Linked DNA regions of Oryctolagus cuniculus: region 1 is linked to region 2. A link is a contact called in public Micro-C data. All regions are on one chromosome and are shown on one strand. The core of a region is the stretch at or near the end of the contact, and the rest is flanking DNA. Distances in the headings are between cores, read along the strand shown.

Evidence for each region. Hi-C and Micro-C count contacts between places; a contact is called where the count stands out from the background.
Region 1: a contact with region 2 is called in a Micro-C map of ear pinna, with 4 times the contacts expected there. The contact joins the promoter of CDK17 here to the enhancer-like site in region 2. A contact is called at or near these places in 3 of 6 Hi-C or Micro-C datasets (ear pinna, psoas muscle and an unstated tissue).

Annotation. Positions count from the first base shown.
Region 1 is chr11:99,230,934-99,236,031 of mOryCun1.1, reverse strand. It overlaps CDK17 (cyclin dependent kinase 17), which reads left to right and starts at 3,473. Exons shown (of 17, transcript XM_051845785.2): 1 at 3,473-3,612.
Region 2 is chr11:98,937,954-98,943,411 of mOryCun1.1, reverse strand. All of the region lies in intron 2 of LOC103348382 (a long non-coding RNA gene), which reads right to left. Among named protein-coding and RNA genes, the nearest start is that of TRNAD-GUC, 37 kb to the right of the region's middle. Within about 2 kb of position 3,476, at least 5 of the 8 cell types and tissues checked have an H3K27ac peak or open chromatin away from gene starts, as enhancers often do. A contact at or near this core is called in ear pinna, where this site is marked.

The DNA of each region.
Region 1 (5,098 bases), core at 2,224-4,723, 290 kb before region 2:
ATTGGAAATGGTGCAGAAGTCCAGGCATGTGGCAAGTTATTTTACAAATAGATGTAGCTATGGATTGATGTTGTATAGAACAGTGGTTCTCAAACTTTATTGTGCAGCAGAATCCTTGAGGCCTTGGGATAACAGTTTGCTTGGCGCCATCCCAGAGTTTCTGATTCAGTTGGTCTGGAGCAGAGCCTGAGAATTTGCATGTCAAAGAAAATCCCAGGTGGCAGTGCTGTGTCTGGTTCAGGGATCACAGTTTGAGAACCACTGATGTAAAGCAACTAAAAACCAACTCAAGTGTTTCTTCTCCATATCTTATCTGCATATGCTTCACATTTGTTTCCCAGGCAATGTCACACTCAAGACTGTGAATCACAGCATAGATTTCCTGGCTCTATACCCTTTTGCTGTCTGTCCAAAGTTCAATATTCTCCCATCAATATTTTTATGTATGCCCTGTGATACAGCTGTTCTATGTCAAAACATTTTGAGATACACTGGTTTCACTGGAAAGCAAATTATTTTTAATCTCAGAACTTGTCAGAGCTTTTAATATGTAAATGTGCATTGTAACTTTCCAAAAAGAAAAAGACCTCATGGCATTTCCTAGGTGGATTTGGTTTTTTGAGTTCTTCCCGCATCTCTTCTGCACTAAGCACCAAGGAATGTGTGTTAATCACAGTTTGAGAAACACTCAAATAATTTAACTTTGTTTTACAAAGTACACTTATTTGCAGCCTAGGAAATAGACCAACCAACATACACAAAACATTATGTGTGAATTGTAAATCAATGTAGAAAAGTAGATAAATGCACTTGATGCACTCATCTGTAGTGTTGAGTCATGTGACCTTTTCTTGCTCAAATAACGTGGAGTGATACAAAGAAAGAATCCCTGCCTTCTAGCCTCTACTGATCATCAGTGCTTTCTTGGTTTTACCACCTAGTATACCCCTGCTAACCTCCCTCCCCCATTGCTGCTGTGTTTTCTTCATAACCCCCTCCTGATTATAAATTATCTCACTAACACAGTTCCACAGGGCAATATTGTCTTGTTCTCTTCAAAGCCTAGTACATCATGTAGAGTTGGTAAATGATTTTTAACTGAAAGAACAAATAGATCAATAAATTAAATCCTAATAATGAAATATTTGTGATCATAAAAATGTAGGAAGAAGAGATGATGTTCTCTCTCTCTTTTTTAAAGATTTATTTATTTATTTGAAAGAGTCACACAGAGAGAGAAGAGGGGAGACACAGAGAGAGAGAGAGAGAGAGAAAGAGAGAGTTCTATCCGTTGGTTCACTCCCCAAGTTGGCTGCAACAGCCGGAGCTGAGCTGATCCAAAGCCAGGAGCCAGGAGTTTCTTGTGGATCTCCCATTCGGGTGCAGGGGCCCAAGGACTTGGACCATCTTCTACTGCTTTCCTAGGCCATAGCAGAGAGCTGGATTGGAGGTTGAGCAGCCGGATCTCGAACCAGCGCCCATATGGGATGCCGGCACTGCAGGCGGCGGCTTTACCTGCTACACCACAGCACCGGCCAGAGACGGTGTTCTTTAACAGCTTTAGAAGAGGCAGTTGGAATAATCTATAGTTCTAACAGCAATTCCAATCCGATGATAAGAAGGGGGGATTATTGGTGCTGAAACTCAGGATGTAATTTTGTAAACTTCTTTCTTGGTGATTTTTAATATTTACTAAGGGATCAAAAAATCATTCAATTATTTTTAAAAATAAGGCAAGTATGTGAAGAGGCTTGGCAACATAAGTAGGCCTGTATAAACATCAGTTCTTTAAAAAGCACAGTTGCTCTAAAGGAAAGCTTGTTATATGGATTTGCATTGCCGCATGGTAAACAAGTGTTAAATGTGTGTAGAGCATAATTGCCGCTAATTTACGGGTCCTGCTCATTTTGGCGGCCCAGGAGCAATCTAACTGACATGTTGAGTGTTACAGCAGATACATTTAACTTGCCCAACAAGAGAAAGAAGTCAGCAGGCAGTATTTTAAGGAGATTCATCCAGGAATCTAAGTCAACTGTCAGAAGTCCTTAGGACATAATGTGATTTGAAATTGCATTCAAAATATATTGTCTACCTCCAGTGTTAAAATGGGAACAATATTTACATCTCACTTCACAGGCCTTTTATGTGGTTAAGGTTTTTTTTTTCCTTGTTTAGGTTTTCTGCATCCGGTCTCTTTTTCTTTTTTTCAATCCTCTCATCACCTCCCTCTAGGGGTTTAAGTTTGTTTTCACTTCATGCTTTTATCCTTATTAGTGGGAAAAAATGGGTCAGTATTACTTTAGTTTGTCTTCACTTTCACTCTGCTGTTCATTCCTGAACTAGCTTTTAACCTCTGGGAAAGAAGAAAGTAGAAACATTTGCAGAAACTGGGCCAACCTGTGGAAGCCCGCCTCCCCCAGGAAAACAAACCTAACCAGGTGCACTGGTGGTCCGTGGTGCTCTCAGCACACCTGTAGCTCCCTCTCACCACGCTCCGGTTTTTAATTATAATTGTTGATCATCCTTCACTGGGGTTAGCCTCCTGGCCTCCTGAGGACCCAATATTTTTGGTAGTATTATACATAAAATTGTAGCTTAACTTGTAAACTGCGTGTGTTTGCGTGACTGCTGCACCAGTACCCAACTCACCACACACAACGAAGGGAGAGTTTGCAGCAATCCACACGGGTCCTTTGACATCAGCCTTTTAGAAGGACCAAAAACAGGCGCATTGATACTTTGCACAATAATTATTTGGATCTTTGCAAGCAAGAGTTGTGTGTGCTGGGGGTGGGGGTGGGAAATGAAGGGGCTGACTTATTCAGATAATTTCTTCCCCGGTCTTCCTTGACAGCCACTGCTTACTTTTTTCACTCCCGAAGGGTCGTCCCCAGCCCAGACCCCCGCCTGGGGGCAGGGGGTTTCCTGGGGATACCCCGCCCCGCCCTTCAGGCCCCACCCCCTGCCCGCCGGCTCCGCCCCCATTGCCGCCGCCGCCGCCGCCGGCAGGGGTCGCGCTGCCCCCGGCGAGCGGCTCAGGCGGGGGTGGGGGAAGCTCCCGCGGCCGGTCGCCTTTCTCTGCCGCTGCTGGTTGGATCGTTTCAATAAAAGTCTTTTTTCTCTCTGGCTCGCTCTCCTCCGGGGAACAGGCGGAGGCGTCAATCCGCAGCCGCCGAGTGAGAAAGCGACGCACACGCAGCGACCGAAAGCGGCCGCCCGCCGTCTCCTCAGCGCCCCACGGTCCGGCCCCAGAGCAGAGAAGAAGGAGCCCGCGCCCGGCCGAGCCGCCTCAGCCGGGCGTCGGCGCCTGCCTGTCCGCCTCGCTCCCGCCCCAGTTTCTCCGAGGGGATTAGGGGGCCGCCCGCGCGACTCGGCGGCCCGGGAGCCATGTTGACCGGGGGGCTTGGCAACGCGTGAGACACCCGCGGCCCCTCCCGGAGGCTCCGGACCCTGGGCTACAGCCGGAAGGCGGCTGCGGCGACGGAGGCCTGCGTCTCGCAGACGCCTCGGATCTGCCGACCGCTGGGACCCAGACCTGCATCCGGTCGCCGCGGGCGTCGGCGGAGCCGCTTTCCCTCCGCGCCTCGCCCGAGGCGGTCCCCGCACTTGCTGGTGAGTTGGCGGCCGCGCCTTCCCCGCGCTGCCGGGCCGACCCCGGGCCAAGGGGGGCCGGGAAGGTGCGTGGGACGGACGGGAGGGCCGGGCGAGGCGCTGCTGGGGGCGCAGGAGGCGCAGGCCCGGCCGGGAAGTTGGGAGCCGACCCGCCGGGCGCCGGGGGCGGGGGGCTCGCTCGCGTGTGCCTGTCACCTGTCGGGTCCCGCGCGGACCCCGGGTCGCCCAGGCATTTCCGGGGGGTGGGGTGGGGTGTGGGTGTCTGCCGGGAGCACTCCCGAGAGGCGCCTCTGGCCGCCGCCTCCGGGGCTCACGGTCGCCCTTTGGTCTCCAGGGGAGGCCGGTCTCCCCGCGGGGCGGAGGAGGGAAAGAGACAGAAAGTCCCCGGAGACACAAAGCTCCCCCTCCGCGAGGTGGAGCGGGAGGCGCGGGCGGCGCTGCCCGGGTCGAGCGCTCGGGAGGTGGGGGGTGGGGAAGGGGCGCGGGGCCGCGGGAGGTGGGCGAGGAGGCGGTGGCCCGCCGCTTGCAGCTCCTTGGAGACGCGGGGACTGTGCGCGGTGGGGAGCGAGGAGGAGGAGCCCCCGCGTGGGGAGCGGGCCGAGACAAAGCTCGGGGAGGGCAGCCGCCTGCTGGCGGGTCGCACCTCGAGTGTTGGTCCAGAGCGGAGATGGAGGGAATGTGGGAAACCCGGAGACCCGATGGCGTGGGGGGGTGCCGGTGCCCTTTCGGTCGCAGCCGCTTTTCTCAGCGTTTTTGTGCCCGATGCCTCTGCGCCCCAACTCCGCTGGATAGCTCCAGATCCCCTCCCTCTCGGCACCCCCCACACTGCCACAACTGCCTCTCCGGTGGCTTCCCCCGCGTTCTTCCCCCACTCTTCACCCACTGCTTTTTGAGTAAGCAGTCTTTTGCCTTGAGCTGGAGGAGCGTTTGCTAATGACAGGATGCCTGAGCTTGTTCTGACCCTGAACTGCCTTGAACTCCTCCCCCCCCCCCCACCTTTTCCTTTCTGGGCTCTGTAATGTCACATGGCCATTAACAATTAGCTTTTCTTCTGGAAGAAAAAAAAAAGGCAAAAGCATGTAGCTTCAGTCCGTGGCGCTTCTCCTTTATGTGCAAGCGTCCGCGGAGACACGTCGCTGGTCGTGTTCTATTAGCCCCTAGCCAAATTAATTTTCTAATACAGAAGTGGCAGATTTTGTTTTTGAGCCTTGGTCGTTCCTAGGATCAGCAAAGTGTATTTCTGGCAGCTAGGCCTTCTGTCACTTATCAGGAAATGTTTGACTTAAAGACAGGCAATTCTTGCAAACTTTGCCTTTTTTTGGGGGGGGGGGTTCTTTGTTATAGGATTTCTTTTCAAAGACGTTTGTGTAGGAAGTAACAAATCTGAGTTGCTGTGTTTTAGGTTTACTTTGTTGAACATCGGACAGAAGAAAATGAATGGCATTTTAAGACTTTTGATACGTTGAGTTGACCAGAACCTCACTGA
Region 2 (5,458 bases), core at 2,227-4,726:
CTGTGTGGACTACGGGAATCTTTCCTCCCCTGCCTTGCCTCTCGCTACAGCCAACCTACATCAGACTATGACATGAGTAAGAAATAAACCTTTGTTGTGTTAAGCCACTGAGAACTTGGAGTTGCTTGTGTGAAAGTTAGCATATCCTCACTAATCTAATAGGCTATCTATAGTTATACACCCATGGATTCAACCAATCATAAATTAAGATTATTTTAGGAAAAGTGCATCTACACTTACCATGTGTCATAAGGACTTTTTCTTCTCATTGTTTTCTCATAAATAATATGGTATAACAACTATTTACATGGCACTGTCATTTTATTGGGCATTATAAGTAATCTAGAGATGCCTTAAAGTAGAGGGGGCGATATGCATATGTTATAGGCAAATCCTGCACCATTTTACACAAGGGACTTGAGCATCTACAGATTTTGGTATCCAAGGATGCAATCCTATGTGGATACTGAGGAACCACTGTTCCTAGGGTTTTGGTCTGCATAACTAGGTGGAGGCTATTCATTGAGTTGGGAAGACTGAAGAAAGAACATTCATCTCTTGTTTTCTTTTGGAGCCAAGCTGTTTGGAAGGATTATTTAGCCTCACTAGATGCTTTCTCAGCTTGTGATAATTTGGTGCTTACCCTTAACACTTTACTGAAACTGCAGGTGCTAAGGGTGATCGAGAGTGCCAACCATGTAGTTCAAAGGCTACCCCCTCTGTCAATACTTGACTGATTTCCTCAAGAAGGGACAGTTGTTGGCATATCTGTTGTTCCATGCCATTAAGTTGCTATTTCATTACACTAAGTAAGAGCAGGGACCACTTGTGTTGAATGAATGGACTCTGTCCAATACGAGAGTCACACCACGGAGCTGTGTGGGATCCTCGAGGACAAGGCTGTACTCCCTGTCTTCCCACCATCCTGACCACTAACACCTGCTAACTTACACAGTTTGCCCTGGGTTCTCCTTAGTAACCATTGCTATGTGCTCCCTCTGAGAGCCGGGGGCGGCGGGATGGGGGGCTCCTTCCTTGCCTTTTCCTAACTTCTGGTGGTGTCCTCAACTCCAAGCTGTATAACCCCAAGGTCAGCTTCATCAGACATGGTGTCCTCTCTGTCTTCTTGTGGCAGACTTCTTTAAAAGGACTCACTCTACTCCAAGCTGACTTCCTCTTAACCGATCATACCTGCAATGGCCCTATTCCCAAACAGGTCACATTCTGAGGTATGGGGTGGGATTAGGCCCCTGACGTGTATTTTATGGGGGGATAGGGACACAACTCAACCCACAACACTGCTGTTAAGGAGCTCGTAGCCTGCAAAAGAGCCTTACAGTAAATGCATCACCACACGAATGAAGACAAAAATCCCACGTGCAGTAAATGCTCTGCTAGCAACGGGAACAAGCAGATGTCTGCAGGAGATGGCAGGGGTGACAGAGAAAGCTTCTCTGAGGCAGTGACACTTCAGCACAGCCAGAAGCTTGCTGGGGCCAGAGACTGCCCCATAAGGGAGTCCCAGGCTGAGGGGAAATTTGACAGTGGCACAGACAAGGCCCTCCCCCAAGGGCAGCAAGATAAAGCCTGTCCATGTCACTTCAGTAATCTGAATGGTACCAAACAGTTGTGTGTGAGTGGAAAATTCAGTGACTCCACTGCGTCCATCCAAGAAGGCAGGTCTGGGGTGGGTGGGTGTTGCAGTTTGTGAATTAAGCCACATCTTGGGGCACCTGCTTCCCATATGGGAGTGCCTGATTCAACTCCAGCTCCTCCACTTCTGATCTAGCTTCCTGCTAATGCATGCCCTTTTGAGTCAGCAGGCAATGGTTCAAGTGCTTGGGTCCCTACCACCCACCCAGATGGAATCCCTAGCTCCTGGCTTTGACCTGGCCCAGACCCAGCCGCTGCAGGCATTTGGAGAGTGAGCCAGTGGATGAACTTTCTCTCTCTCTCTCTCTCTCTCTCTCTGCCTTTCAAATAAACAGACTTAAAAAAAAAAAAAAAGGCAGGTCTGTGTTACCGTTAGGTTCTCTCACTATGTATGTCAGTGGATGCTTTGTTTCATCTTTCAAGGACCTACTGTGAGGCCCAAGTTCCACTCATATTCCTGTTCCTTGGGACCTGGCTGAGGCTGCTGGGTGTTGTCTGACTAGGCCAATGTGAGAGTCTCTTCCAGTTTGCGATGTTTGAGGAAAACATGCTGCATTTACGAGATTTCTGGATTAGTAAACATTGATGGATGCAAATGTCTGATTTTGGTTTCTGGCTGCTGAAGTCCTTGTGAGTTTGCAGCAAGACGGTGTTTTGTGAGCAAATCTCTGAAAGGAATTTTATATACACCCACCCCCCTTCCCCAAAACCCAGCTATTCTAAAGGGAGTTCAGGCTTCCCAAAGCAGAAGACAAAGAGTCGAGTGTTAGCTTCGTGGTCAAGTTCAGATTACCTCTGCCTGCAACTGGGCCACAGTAGGAGGCAGGCATTTTCAGAGCCAGAGGGGGAAAGGGGTGGGCGCACTGCCCCTGGAAAGCCTGCCTGTGGCTGGGTGTGGTGGGAAGTTACCCTCCCTCTTCGGGGACAATGTGTCCCACCCTAGGCCGGATAGTGGCAAATCACAGCTTAGCCTCCCAGTTTCACCCACTGGCCTCCACTTCCCATGTCATCCAAGGTCAGAGAGACCCACGCCAACAAAGGTGACTCCGCAGCCCTGCAGGAAGCTCAAGCTGTGAGAAGAAGGATGTGCAGCCCCGTGCACATCCCGGAGGAGCTTTCGGTGGAGGGGCCAGGGCCGCTTCCGGGCCAGGGGCCAGGGCTGCTGCTGAGGGCCAGGTGGTGTTGGCGCTGGCCAACTACCCCCTCCTCCATCATTTTCCAGGAAGGGTGGTTAGGGACGGGTGCTAGGTGGAGACGCAGTCAGCAATGAATGTTGGTTTTTTTGAGCTGGTGCCAAGGTATTGTGTGTTTCAGAGGGTCCGGCAGACAGCTCCATCAAGGGAGAACTATATAACAGGAGCGCCATCCTAGTGAGAGCAGATTTGTCTGAATGTTTCAGGCTAGGGTGGTCAAGGCTGTGGTTCTCACCATGAGGACCAAACTTTTTTTCTGTTTCTCCTTCATATCTTCTTTTTTATAATCCTTATTTTTAAGTTAATTAATGTGTTTATTTTTACTTATATGAAAGGCAGAGAGAGGGTATTACTACCCATTGGTTGACTCTCAAAATGCCTACAACAGCCAGGGCTGGGCCAGGGCTGAAGTCAGGAGCCAGGAACTCGATCTGAGTCTCCCACATGGGTGGCAGAGAACCAAGTTCCTGAGCTATCACCTGCTACCTCTCAGGGTGTATATTAGCAGGAAACTGGACTAGGAAGCAGAGCTGGGACTCAAACCCAAGCACTTCCATGCAGACCCGGTCATGTTAGCTACTGCACCACACGCCCAACCTCCTTCATGTCTTCAAGCAAGTGAAGCGAAGGGGCTAAACGGTGGGCTTGCTGAGGTGGAAGTGTGCTCTTTATTAATTCATGTCCATAATTTCTGGGGGTTGGAAGGCAATAGAGAATTCTCTGACTCTGGTCCAGTAGTTGAGCATAGGTCTTCACGGAGGCAGGCAGGCATTAGTAGTGGTCATCTAGCTTGCAGCCAAGGGCAGCTTAGCCCAGCTGTGCTGAGTTCCCAACTGTTTATATGAGACCTCCCCAGTGGGGTGTGACTTCTTCCTCACAGAGCCCTGATTGGTGTGAGAAAACCCAGGGGGACAAAGGCAGGGGAAATGTCCAACTCCAGAAGGGCCAACTTCTGAGCGACACTTTGGGAAGTTTTCTACCACACAGGCCTGCCAGCCAGCACGCAGCTCTCCTGCAGGAGCCGGGTGGAGCTTAGCCCGGCACACGCCATCTGATCCCAGCCTGTTTCCATTTGGAAGGGTCGAAGCTGCAGGCTGCTTCCCACCTGGTGTCAATTCTAGAGGCTACTGCTGCCACCAGCAGGGTATCAGCAAACAAAACCAGGCCCAAGGCCATTTGTTATGAATCTGAGGCTTGTGGTATTTGAAACTGCGCTATCATATAGTCCACAGAAGAGAAAGCTGAAGCGGCAGTGTGAGCCCCAGAGACCAGCCAGTCTCCGAACTCACAACCTAAGCAAAATCTGGAATCCCAGCCATCAGAATGTCAGAGGGTGCTTTGTGGGGATGCCAGATTTAGCAGACAAAAAATCAGCTTGGGGACAGGTGTTTAGCCTAGTGGTTAATGCACTGGTTAAGATGTCCACGTCCCACAGTGGAGTACCTGTGTTCAATGCTCCCAGCTCCAGCGTCCTGTCAATATAGACCCTGGAAGGCAGCAGCGATGGCTCCAGTGACTGAAGTCCCTGCCACCCATGTAGGAGACTTTGACGGTGTTCCCAGTTCCTGGTTTTGGCTGGCTCAGCCCAAGTTGTTGTGAGTATTTGGGAAGTGAACCAGTGGATGTGAGATTCTGTGTGTGTGTGTCTGAAATAAAAAAAGAAAAAAGGGTGTTTTTTTTAAAGTCATCAAAAAGGAGAGTTAAATGTTGGTTCCTGAGGCTGGATTTGGGAAGATGCTTATCAAAACATATAAAATTCCCATTAGACAGGAGCAATAATTCAGGAGATTCATTGTGTGACTTGGTGACTTGATCACCACAATGTATCACATGCTCGAAAATCACTAAGAGTAGCTGTAAAGTGTTCTCACCACCCAAAAATGATAAATACGTGAGGTCATGCATTTGCTAATTAGTTCTGAATGTATACATATTTCATAACATCATGTTCTATACCATAAATACATTCAATATTTATTTTCAGTTAAGAACTAGATTTTTAAAGTATTTATTTTGTAAATTCAAATTTAACAGGGTACCTTGTGTTTCCTCTGCCAACCCTACCCCTAACTGGAGTGCTCCAGAAGCTTCTAGTGAATGCAGACGCGGAAGGAAACCCTCGGAGAATGCTGGGTAGTCATCCCCTGGACTCTTCTAGGGGCTGGTTGTCAGACACACAGCATTGTTTGCTGATGAGATGAACTTACTGCAGAGAACTGGAGTGGCCAGTTGCCATCCACCCCTGCCAAAGGACTCTTCTCAAAAAGAAAAAGAAAAAGAAAAGAAAAAAAAAAGCTGTCCTTTGATAGTAATTAAACCTCCAGGTAGTTTCAGTTCTGTGGCAAGCTGATGCCCGACTGCTTATCCCTCCCCGCCCCCTAGCCCACACTTGGTCCTCTCTGCAGAGTCTGTTTGCCCACGGGGGCCCCAGCTGTTCTTTCCTTCTTGCTCTCTCAGCCTCTGCACTGAGGCTAGGAGAAGGGCAAACCTCACCAGTTCCTCCTGGGTATTTCCTCATTCCTCCATGTGGAGTATCTTCCTGAACCTGTTTGCCCAAGGACGGAGCCAATATTTGGTGGGAAAAGCAATTGTATTTTTTTTTTTTTACGGAG